2 separate regions of the Sus scrofa genome follow, and region 1 is linked to region 2. Evidence: chromatin contacts called from public HiChIP or PLAC-seq data. All regions are on one chromosome and are shown on one strand. The core of a region is the stretch at or near the end of the contact, and the rest is flanking DNA. Distances in the headings are between cores, read along the strand shown.

Region 1 (5,618 bases), core at 2,106-4,605, 92 kb after region 2:
GTCCCACCACCAGGGACAGCTGGTCCAGCTTACAAAGGCTTCTTTCAGGGACCAGTCTGTGTTTCTCTGCAGTTCTAGGCAGAGCTAGGAAGCCCCAGCCCTCAGCAGTCACCTGGGCAGCCCGGGCGCTATGGAAATCATTGTACCCATACTTGGCCTCAAGGCCTCTAGGGTGGGTTATCTCATTCCAGTCTCTGCTCTCTCCACAGGGTCAAGGAGGAGGTCAAGTTGGCCTGAACAGACCTCTCCAATTCTGGCTTCTTGCCAAGTTCCCCGTCTTTATCCCACAACCCCTCAGATTTTATATTTTCTATTTCTGTGTATTTATATAAAAATATATTAAATATAAATATCCCCAGGGACTAGACAGGAACCAGGCTCCTGAGCCTAGGGCACACGTGTTAGGTTTCTAATAGCTGCCTCACCATCCATCCCTCTCCACCTCTTAATTTCAAACCATAACAGGTGGAAGGGATATACCTAAGCAGCCATAGGACAAAATCTTGACGTGACTAATAACTTTGAAAGGGTGCCCTCGTCGAGTATTTTAGAAGGGTTGACTGGGTCTTCAGGGATTCCTTGTTTTTTCAGGCTCCTTAAGGTAACATCAGCCATTTTTAGATTGGTTCTGTTCTCATACCTTTCCACTGCCCCCCAGTGAGCCAAGAAACTCACACTGCCTGCCCTCTCTTCCTCCCCCAATTCTGCAGGTGAAGATTGGTAGTCTAGGTTCCTTTTTGAGATACTATTTCCATTTTTGTGCGAATCTTTGTAATAAAATGGTACATTTCTATACCCTCCTGAGCCTGTCTCCTAGTGGTATCCCTGGGTTCATTTCACTTCCACTTCCCTGCCCTTAAGTGTACACGAGGATCTGGGCAACCCCTCAACAACCTAAAAACCCCACAGACTTACCTGTCTTAACCCTCCTCAAGGCTTGAGGTTAACCAGTCTTCTTACCCTACCCCAGAAGACCACTCATTAAAAAGCACCACTAAAGGGACGACATTTATTCCTTTTCCAAATGTTACAATAAAACCAGGTGGAAGAGAATGGTTTTAGCAGTTAGAAAAGAAAAAAAAAAAAGTACAAATCTGGGGTTTGGCCATTAAAAGTTATTTACAACAATGGGAGGGGGAAAAAAAAAAGACAACAAGAAGTTGTTTCACATTACAGACCTCCCCCCACCCCAAAGCTTAATACTTGCTTACCAAGTCAAAAAAGAGACAGTTGATTCACAAGCTGGAGGTTCGAACTTGAGTAAGACATTTATAAAAACCTAGACAGGGGCTCTGTCCTCCCCAGCCCAGGTGCCACTAGGCACAGCACGAGAGACTAGAAACTCAACAGGGGAAGGCTGGACACTCAGGATTTGGGAGTGTAGGCACCCCCAGATCTGGCTCAGGGATTTGGGGAATAAACAAAACCTACTTGGAAAAGAATTGGGGGAGAAAACCAGCAACTGCCTTCTGCATGGGTGGGGACAGGGAAGGAGGGAGGGCCAGGGGCAGGAGCATTTCACATCACTAACCTAACTGGGGAGACTGCAAGGGACCACCTTCAGCTGGCCTTAGGAGGAAGACCAGATGGATGATGGGAGAATCCACAGGAGGGAGAGGAGAGGGAACGTGGCTAGGGGGCAACAGCCCCTTCCTTTCTGGGCACAGGAAGGCAGCCAGGGCACCAGGTCCAGGCAGTGACCTCACAAGGACAGCACAGTTTTTGCAGCTTAGAGGTCACCCACCTGCCCCCACCCAGCTACTCATTCTGCTCGCTGGCTGGTGTAGGGCCACTCTCCGGCCCCAAGGGAGTGGATGGCTCTGTGGCCTGGGGCCCTGCCTCTTCTTCTGTGTCTCCGCCCTTGGAGGCAGCACCAGCCTCTGCCCCTTTGGCCTGGGGCTCCTGGCTCTCAGGGGTGGCAACAGCCTTCCCTTCCTGGGCAGTGCCTTCCTCGCTGCAGGCACCGATCTCCCCCTGCTCTTGCTCTTCCTCTGTGGGCGAGGAGGCAGACGAATCGCCCCCACCCTCCTTCCGATTTCTCTTGAAGGACAGGCCACTCAATTTGAAAGGCTTCTTGAAAGAGAATTTCTTCTTCTTCTTGGGGGTCTCCTTGGGGGGGCCTCCCCCTTGGCCTCAGCCCCCTGGCCAGGGGGTGCTGGCTCGATGGCATCGCCAGTGGCCCCGGCTGCCTCCTCTGTTTCGTTCACGGGGGGCGACTCCCCTTCACCTTTGGGGGATAAGTCTCCATTGCTTTTCACGTGGCCGTTCTCCTGCAAGGCAGAGGAGACAGCAGTGAGGGCCGGGGCTCTGACTCCCCTCCCCCAGCCCGCCCCTGACCTCTCGCAGACAACGGGGTCCCGACTCACTGCGCCGCACCCCCGGAGCCGGCATCCCGTCAAGCCTCCCCCTCCTGCCCCGCACCGGCGCGGCCGGCAGGAGGCGCTGGGGTCCCGGGCGCCCCCTCCCCCGGGGCGCGCTCTCTATTCGGCGCTAGAGCCGCCCGCGGCCGCGGATCCCGGGCGGGCGAGGGAGCCGAGCGGCCGACACTGGGCGGGAAGCCGCCCCGGGGCGCTGTTCGCCGCACCTGGACCGCCTGTTTTCCCTGCCTCTTGCTTTGTGTAAACGGCCCCCACCCACCTCAGGCTCTCCCCACGCCGCGGCTCCTCCCTAAAAAAAAAAAAAAAAAAAAAGGCCGTGGGCTATTGAGGTCGGGTCTGCGGGGGGAGTGCCCTCCCCTCCTGGCGCCCGCCCCGCGGTCCCCGGGTGCCCCCTTGGCGCGGCCCAGCAGCGCCTTTGTTCCCCGTGCGGCCCTCGGGGCGGCCGGGGGCAGCGCCGGGGGCCGGGGCCGCGAACAAAGAAGGCGGCGGGGCCCGGCCGGCGCCCCCTCCCCGCCCCTCCCCTCGCTTCGCCCGCGGGGGCTGCGGCGCCGAGAACAAAGGGACCGGGCGGGGGAGGGGGCGCCGCGTGTCCCGGGCCGGACAAAGCGCGCGGCCCCGGCCCGGGGCCCTAGAGGGGGCGAGGTGTGAGAGGAGGGGGCCGGGTCGGGCCGGGCCGAACGCACCCACCTGTCCGTTAACCTTAGCGGGGGAAGCGCCTGCTGCCTCCTCGGTGGTCACGTCGCCCCGGGGAGCCTTGGAGCTCTGGCTGCCCATGGTGGGGGTTCTGCTGGGGGGCGCCCGGAGCCACCCCGGGCTCGCGCCGCAGGGGATAGTTCGGTCGGGTGGGCCTGGCCGGCGGAGGGGTGGGGCTCACGCCTGAGGGGGAGGGGTGTCGGGGGGAAACCGACTGCACCCCCGCTCCGTGCCCGACCCGCTGGCTGCGCCCGCCGCCTCTCTGCTCCGCGCCAGAATGCCGCCCGCCGCCCGCCGAGCCGCCCATATATACGCGCCCGGAGCTCGGGGCGGGGCCGGACATTTAAATGAGCGCCCAATCGAGGGGCGGAGGCGGGCTCAGGTCGCTGGCCCCACTTGCGCAGTGGGAGACGCTGGCGGTCTGGGCCCCCCCAGCCCACACGGCTGCCGGGGCAGGTGGGGTCCAGGGTGGGAAGGAGAGGGGGGGCGCCTCCGCGAGCCGCGCGGAGAAGGGCTCCTAGAGGAAAGAGGAGAAGGCAGTCATCCTCTCCTCTCACCGCCCACCTCTCAGGGTGGACACCCCAGCTTCTGGAGTGGCCCCTATAGCCTTGGTTGGGCACTGGCAGCCCAGTCAGTGTCCTCGTAGAACTCTGCGAAAGACTCACATGCCCAGACTCGTTAGCCGGCTGGTCCCGAGTTATGCTCCAGAGAATGTGATCGTGGAAGCCGCAGGGCCAGGGCTGGGTCCTGCACCCCCTCAGGCCGGGAGACCAGTACGAGGTCCCGCCCAGGTTCCTGCCTGCCGGCCCCGGGCAGCCTGGAAAGTCTGACCCGCTGCAGGGTCGCTCTGATCAGACTGGTGAGGGCTGTCCCTCATTCCTTTTCTCAGTCCTCTGGTGGCCAGTCACACCGAACCCCCACAGACAAGCTCACCCTTGGCCCTTCCTGCCCTCAGCCTGGATCTATGTCAAAGTCCTGTCTGGGGTGGTCTTGTGACCTTGAGGGGCATCTCCATCCCGGTTGGAAAGCTGAGGAGCCTGAGGCTCACAGATGAGGACATAACCTGTCTGACTCTGACACTCTCCCTTGTCATGGGCTCCCCTGCATCAGAGACCCTCCCCAAGCTGGCAGAAGAAGCCCAGGAAGGGATTCAACAAACCTTAAATCATGCCAGTTCCTGAGGCCTTGAATGGCCCCTTGAGGACAGCCTCCAAGCTACCAGGCCAGCCTTCGGCCCTGCCTGAGTGACAGAGCCAGGAGTCAGGGGCCAGGTAGAGGTGGCTGGAGACGCTCCAGCTGGAATCTCCTGCCACTCCCCCAGAGCAGACCAGGGGGAACCCCAGAGTCCTGGCTGGCTGGGATGTGTGTGTGTCCGTCCCCAAGAGGAAGGGGATGGGGGCTGAAGGAAGCAAAGTTGCAAAGGCAGAGCTCAGCACGTCCCTCCTTCACTCCCTCCTTCCTACAAATAAGGCCTCCTGGGAGGGCTGAGGTTATGAGGTGTGGAGACACCTCAGGGCCTAAGAAATCAGGAACGCCCACAGGTCCGACCACAGAGGAGGTGGCTTCTACATTCAGCACTCACTCTTGTAGCCTCCATCCCTGCCCCCACTCCAAGGCTACACTTGGCTTCATTAGTGCCCCCCCCCCCCATTTTACAGACTAGGACAGAGGTTCAGAAAGGGAAACTGACATGCCCAAGGGCACACAGCAGATACCTGTAGCTGCGGGTAACAGAGTTTGGAGAGACCTACAAAAAGGGGCTGGGAACTATAAGGAAAGCCTTGGAAGAATTCTCTGTTGAGACCTGGGGCTGCCTGGTCAGAATGGGAGGCAAGAAGAGTTAGCTTTGGGGACAGGAAAGGGCACCATGGCCCACTGCAGCTCACTGACAGGACAGTGACTTCTCCACCCACTGCCACTAAGGGATGGACATCGTGACCTGCCTCTCTGTCTCAGCCACAATAGGGAACCCACAATGCTGCCAGGCACTGCCCGCACCAGCTGGCAGGGCTTGGATGGAGGGTGTGTGTCCTGGAGGGGCTGGAGTCAGAGGTTAAGAGCAGGTCCCAAGGCTCCCTATTTCCAGGAGCTGCCCCGTGGGATGACAGGCAAATCACAGAGACGGTCCCGGGAGGAGAGCATCAGGGCTAAAGGACCCTGAGTCCCCAGAGCCTCAAGGGAGTCTGGTGCACAGGGGAGCCTCTGCACCCCCCACCAGACATCAGAGGAGGCTGGGGAGGGGGCACCTGGGAGCTGAATCCCTCAGCAAATCTAAGTCCTAGCTGAATCTGGCTTCTGGAGGAGGGAAGAGGCTTCGGATGCTGCAGGGGCGAGTGGGGGGTGGTACAGCAGCCCCCACGGCCTCCTTGGTCCACACTGCAGCTCCTTCCTCCCCAGCTGCTGCCAGACCAGACAATGCGCCCATTGTTCTGTATCTCCAGGGGCCTGTGTGCAACTGTGTGTGTCTGTTTCTTTCTGTGTGTGACTGTGTATTGCTCTGTATCTGTCTGTGTGAGAGAGAGACTTTGTGACTGGGTTTGTGTGTGT
Region 2 (5,096 bases), core at 1,223-3,722:
CCAACAATCAGTGTAAAGACGATGGCCAGAGAGTTACTGATGGGTACCGCGAGGGTCAGATCTGGGTGATGAGAATGAAAAGAATCTCTGAGATGCAAAAAAAAAAAAAGTCTTTCTAGGTACAAAACACTTTTATTACATCATCAAGATAGTCTTTTCAAAAGGGTATCTTGGAGTTCCCTGCTGGCTGACTGAGTTAAGGACCCAGCATTGTCACTGCTGTGACTCAAGTCACTACTGTAGTGTGGGTTCATTCCCTGCCCCAGGAACTTCTCTATGCTATGGGCGTATCAAAATAAAATTAAAATAAAGATCCCCAACCCACTGAGAGAGGCCAGGAATAGAACCCACATCCTCATGCATACTACTCGGATTCCTTTCTGCTGTGCAACAACAGGAAACTAAATAAAATAAAATAAAATAAAATAGGTATCTCATGACTCCATTTTCCAGATGAAGTCACAGCAAAACTCAGGATTCAAACTCAGGTCTTCTGACTCCATGCTCCCTCAGAAGCCACAAGTACAGCATATGGGAATTCACAGGCTAGGAGTCGAATCAGAGCTACAGCTGCCGGCCACAGCCACAGCCACTTGGGATCCGAGCCACATCTGTGACCTACACCACAGCTCACAGAAATGCCAGATCCTTAACCCACTGAGCGAGGCCAGGGATCGAACCCACGTCCTCATGGATGCTAGTCGGGTTTGTTAACTGCTGAGCCATGATGGAGGCTCCAACAAGGTATTTTAGATATTCTCCCCACAGTGATTCTCCTGAGTAGCCTCCACCACTACCGCATAGCAGTTTTAAGCCAAAGACCCACCTGTTGATGCCAAGGTGAGGTAGTAGAGAAGGGAGCCACACTGGTTGAGGAAAAAGGGCATCAGGTACTGGAAACAAAAGAAAACTGCAGTCAGTGTGATTAACTTAGCTGCTTTCTTTGAACTTGGAGATACAGTTTTCCTTGGATGGAGAGGTGGCTATAAGAGCCTGGGGACTAAACCCTCTGAAAAGGACCCTTCCAGGGTGGAGGGAAAGTCACTGAGTTCCACGCCTTTGCCCTGAATGCCCTCCCTCTCAGCCTGCTGGTTCCTATCCTCCCCATTCTGCAAGTCTCTGGGTGCCAATGTCCCTACCTCCACAAAGCCTTCCCCCAGTCTCCTACCTCCAGCCTCCGTCCTCTGAACTAATGCACTTTATCTGTACCTCACCTAAAGCCCTTAGCCTAAGAGGCAGTTGTGTCTATGTCTTGTCTTTCCCATTAGCTTAGACAGGGAGCTTTGGGGTCAGAAATAGTTCTCTATATCCTTCCTTATCCTCCTCCACAAGGCCAATTTGAACCTAAGCCCTCCCCCAAGAAAGGTCTGTTGGAGGGATCACCATAATAAAATACTAAAATATTTAGGAGTTCCTGTTGTGGTGCAGTGGAAACAAATCTGACTAGTAACCATGAGGCTGTGGGTTAAATCTCTGGTCTTGCTCAGTGGGTTAAGGATCCAGCGTTGCCATGAGCTGTGGTGTAGGTCTCAGACATGGCTTGGATCTGGCATTGCTGTGGCTGTGGTGTAGGCCAGCAGCTGCAGCTCTGATTAGACCCCTAGCCTGGGAACCTCCATATGCCATGGGTGCAGCACCCCCCCCCAAAAAAAGCAAAAAATAAAATACTAATAATACAGCTCAAAGAATCACAGATTTGAGCCCTAATTAGTTACTAGGCCCAATGCTCAGAGCTTTAATGTGCCTGACCTCACTCAGTCCTCACAACTGCCCAGTAAGATTGTTACCATTATTACTCCCATTTTACAGATGATGAAACTGAGGCTCAAGGCCCACAAAGGACTCATCCAAGAGCTTCTAGTAAATAAGTGGTGGGATGCAGATTCTGACCCAGACGTGTCTGACTCCAGAGAACAAATTCTTATGGGCTACCCCCAAGAGAGGGGTCATTCACAGACGCACCTCAGTATTCAAGAAGAGGGTCTTCATTTCCTGCAGCAACTGCTGGACCCAGGTCCTCTCATGAACTGCTGCAGGCGGGAGGAGGCCCGCTTCAGCAGCGGCTGTGTGCCACCCCACAGAGCGGCCACCAGCACCAGCGCCAGCACTTGCCCTGGATGGAGATGCGAGTGACACCCTCTCCCCCCGCAGGCCCACCACACAGGTCCAACCCTCCTTCAGCCACCCAGCCCCACTCCCGCCCTCAAATCCCTTCTTCCTCTTGGAGGCTCCGGGGCGTCTGGCCACTAGGACAGACCCCGGGAAGCCGGGGAGATGGATCCAGGATCCCAGGTTCGGGGTTGCATCAGGGGTCGGGTTAGATGGTGGAAATGGAGAAGGAGATGAGCTCCGGATGAGGGTCTGAAAGCCGAGTGAAGGGCGGGGCCGCCTACCCAGGGTCGCCGCCATGGCAACGCCGCCCCTCTGCACTTCCGGGAAAGAAAGGGCGGAGACCCGTAATCCGGAAGTGGCGTCAAACCCTCTTCCGCTTCTACTCACGTTGCCGCCTTCCCAGCGTTTTCGCCGGTATGGTGAGTTCTCTTTAGTTGGAGGTGTTTCCATGGGGGTCCTGGCTGGGGCATGGGCCTCTTTTGGGCACTGACACTCTCGTCCTGTCCCCACAGAAGCCGATCCTGCTGCAGGGCCATGAGCGGTCCATTACGCAGATTAAGTACAACCGCGAGGGAGACCTCTCTTCACGGTGGCCAAGGACCCTGTGAGCGTCCGCCGGAGGGCGGGCCGGCGGGACATACATACAGAGGGAGCCTGGGAGGGGGCGAGTTGCTTCTGCTGGGTCGAAGGGTAGACTAGCCAGTTTTGCCGCGAGGTAGAAATCAAAGAGCGCCCCGTTCTGAGAAGTAGAGAGAGACCATCCCGTGGTTAGGTGAGAGAGAAGTGAGGAAAAACTCAGTTGTTGGTAGGAGGAAGGAGTAGCCGGGGAGAAGAAAAGCAAATACCATTGTGGAAGGGGGACGGGGAAGAAGGTCAGCTCTCGGGGGGGGGGGTGAGGGGAAACCATTCTGGGAAAGAAAGCTATTCTACAAAAATAGGGGAACAGACCACCTGTAGAAAGGGAAAGTTGATCCTTGGGCAGCTAGAGACACAGTGGCCTTAGTGAAGATGTCCCTGGTGTCATTTCAGTCAGCTCTTTTGGGCCCTACCCTGTCAGTGACTGCAAACAGCCCCTCACATTACTGCCTGTTGAGGCACCTCCACATGGAGGAGGTTAACTCTAGTGACTAAACTGGAGGCTCTGAAATCAAAAAGACCTGGTTTGAATCCTGCATTCAGTAGCAGTGTGACTGAGCAGCGTGACTGCATTCACCATGCAGTGTGTCCTTTTTCACAAAATGTAGGTGGCAATAGTACCTCTCATGGGGTTATCTTTAGGATTAAAGGGGATTATTCAGGTAAGGAGTTTAGCACAGTACCTGGTGTGTGTGAGTACCTAATTAATGTTACTCATGTTATAAATTGCTTAGACATTATTTTGTTAGAGCTGCAGAGCTATGCTTTGAAGAAGGCATTATTGTCATGGCCACTTTACAGATGGGAAAACCGAAGATCATAGGGGAGAGGCTTCATTTTGAGATAATACTGTGAGAGAATAGCAGAGCAGGGACTGGAACCCAGGCTTTCTTACTACCACCTGCTCCCATTGGGACAGAGCACCAAAGTTGCTGCTTTTTAGGCTGGCACTCAACTTGATCTTTTATTCTTCTGAGGGTTTAGGAATCTGGGGAAGGACTGGCTGGGATAGTGGCAAATGGAGACTTTTTGCAAGCCTTCAGACTCCCCAGCGGGAAGGAGGAGAATCTAGGAGTTGGTCTTTTTTTAACAGCCACCTGCTCTTTCCCAAGAGACGAGCAGGAGAGGGCAGAATCTGGCTGGGCTGGAGCCTGCTGGGGCCCCTGGAGGAAAATAGGAGGCCATTGCTCTGCTGGGACACCTGTCAGGCTGTCACATTGTCATTGATTCCTCCAGATTGTCAATGTATGGTACTCTGTGAATGGTGAGAGGCTGGGCACCTACATGGGCCACACCGGTGCTGTGTGGTGTGTGGACGCTGACTGTATCCTTGTCTGTGCTCTGAGTCCATGCTCCCAGCGTCAGCCAGCAGCAGAGAGGCAGCTGACTTGGAGTTGGGAGTTTGAGATGCTCTTGTGGGTTTAGAGAATGATACCTACCTCCTACTTTTTGGTCCATTCATCGGTTGGGAGAACATTTAGGACAAGTTTCCATTTTGGATGAGGAGGTTATGATGTTCTGAGATCAGAGAAGAAGGGGGCTGTCTGGGAGGTTGGCCTTCCAGGAGGACAAGGGTTCAGGTGAGCTCTGTCGTGCTTCTTAACACCCTCTTCAGGGGACACCAAGCATGTCCTCACCGGCTCAGCTGACAACAGCTGTCGTCTCTGGGACTGTGAAACAGGTAAGCCTGGATCCTTTTTCAGCAGTGAGGACCTACGATACACTGGTTTAGGTGACCAGGTTCTGGAGAAGTAGAGGTAAATCCAGAGATGGTTCCTAGTCTGGGGAAAAAGAGACAGATAAGAAAAGAGGCCCTGCAGTAAGACACAGACCATGTGAGAGAAAGCAAGGAGCACTGCAGAAGGCCAGAGGGGGTCAACTGACGGCCTGGAATGGGGATGGGAGCCGCCTGGGACTGTTTCCCATGGTAAATGTCATATGAGCCAGGGCTTGAAGGATGAGAAAGAGGTCATTGCTTTGGCCCATGCAGGACTGAACGCACGGCAAGGGTCATGTCCAAGTCATCTCATCAGGCAAGAATTTCTGCTACTTAGGAGATGTAAATGACAGCAGTGGAGATGAGGCAGGCTTGGCCAGACCAGGCCTTGAATGCCAACTCAGAGCAGGGCTTTGTTCTGTAGGACTCCGCATGCTGTGAGGTCCCTGAGCAGGGAAGAGCATGTTTGACAAACCCAGGTGGCATGGGGAGCATTGGAGGAACAGACAGGAGACAGGGGAGCCTATTAAGCCGCTCAGTTTAGTAACTCTTTTCTGTGGACATGGAGAGAGCTAGAGCAGGTCTTTGCTGGGGAGGAGCACGTCCAGAGGCAGAGACATATAATGCAGTC

What was found. HiChIP or PLAC-seq counts read pairs in DNA pulled down with a chosen protein or histone mark.
Region 1: a contact with region 2 is called in an H3K27ac HiChIP or PLAC-seq map of alveolar macrophages. The contact joins the promoter of MARCKSL1 here to the promoter of EIF3I in region 2. A contact is called at or near these places in 1 of 5 promoter capture datasets (liver), 7 of 47 Hi-C or Micro-C datasets (alveolar macrophages, embryonic fibroblasts, fetal skeletal muscle and 3 more) and 2 of 2 datasets of contacts at active chromatin or transcription factors (alveolar macrophages and skeletal muscle).

Annotation. Positions count from the first base shown.
Region 1 is chr6:88,784,417-88,790,034 of Sscrofa11.1, forward strand. It overlaps MARCKSL1 (MARCKS-related protein), which reads right to left and starts at 3,356. Exons shown (of 4, transcript XM_003356281.4): 1 at 3,066-3,356; 2 at 2,638-2,667; 3 at 2,123-2,270; 4 at 996-2,120. The coding sequence starts at 3,152. The coding sequence ends at 1,759. It overlaps HDAC1 (histone deacetylase 1), which reads left to right. Exons shown (of 14, transcript XM_013999116.2): 14 at 210-804. The coding sequence ends at 237.
Region 2 is chr6:88,693,454-88,698,549 of Sscrofa11.1, forward strand. It overlaps EIF3I (eukaryotic translation initiation factor 3 subunit I), which reads left to right and starts at 2,473. Exons shown (of 12, transcript NM_001244624.1): 1 at 2,473-2,531; 2 at 2,625-2,691; 3 at 2,694-2,716; 4 at 3,985-4,072; 5 at 4,364-4,429. The coding sequence starts at 2,529. It overlaps TMEM234 (transmembrane protein 234), which reads right to left and starts at 2,424. Exons shown (of 6, transcript XM_003482013.4): 1 at 2,394-2,424; 2 at 2,033-2,113; 3 at 1,963-2,030; 4 at 827-893; 5 at 1-61. The coding sequence starts at 2,409.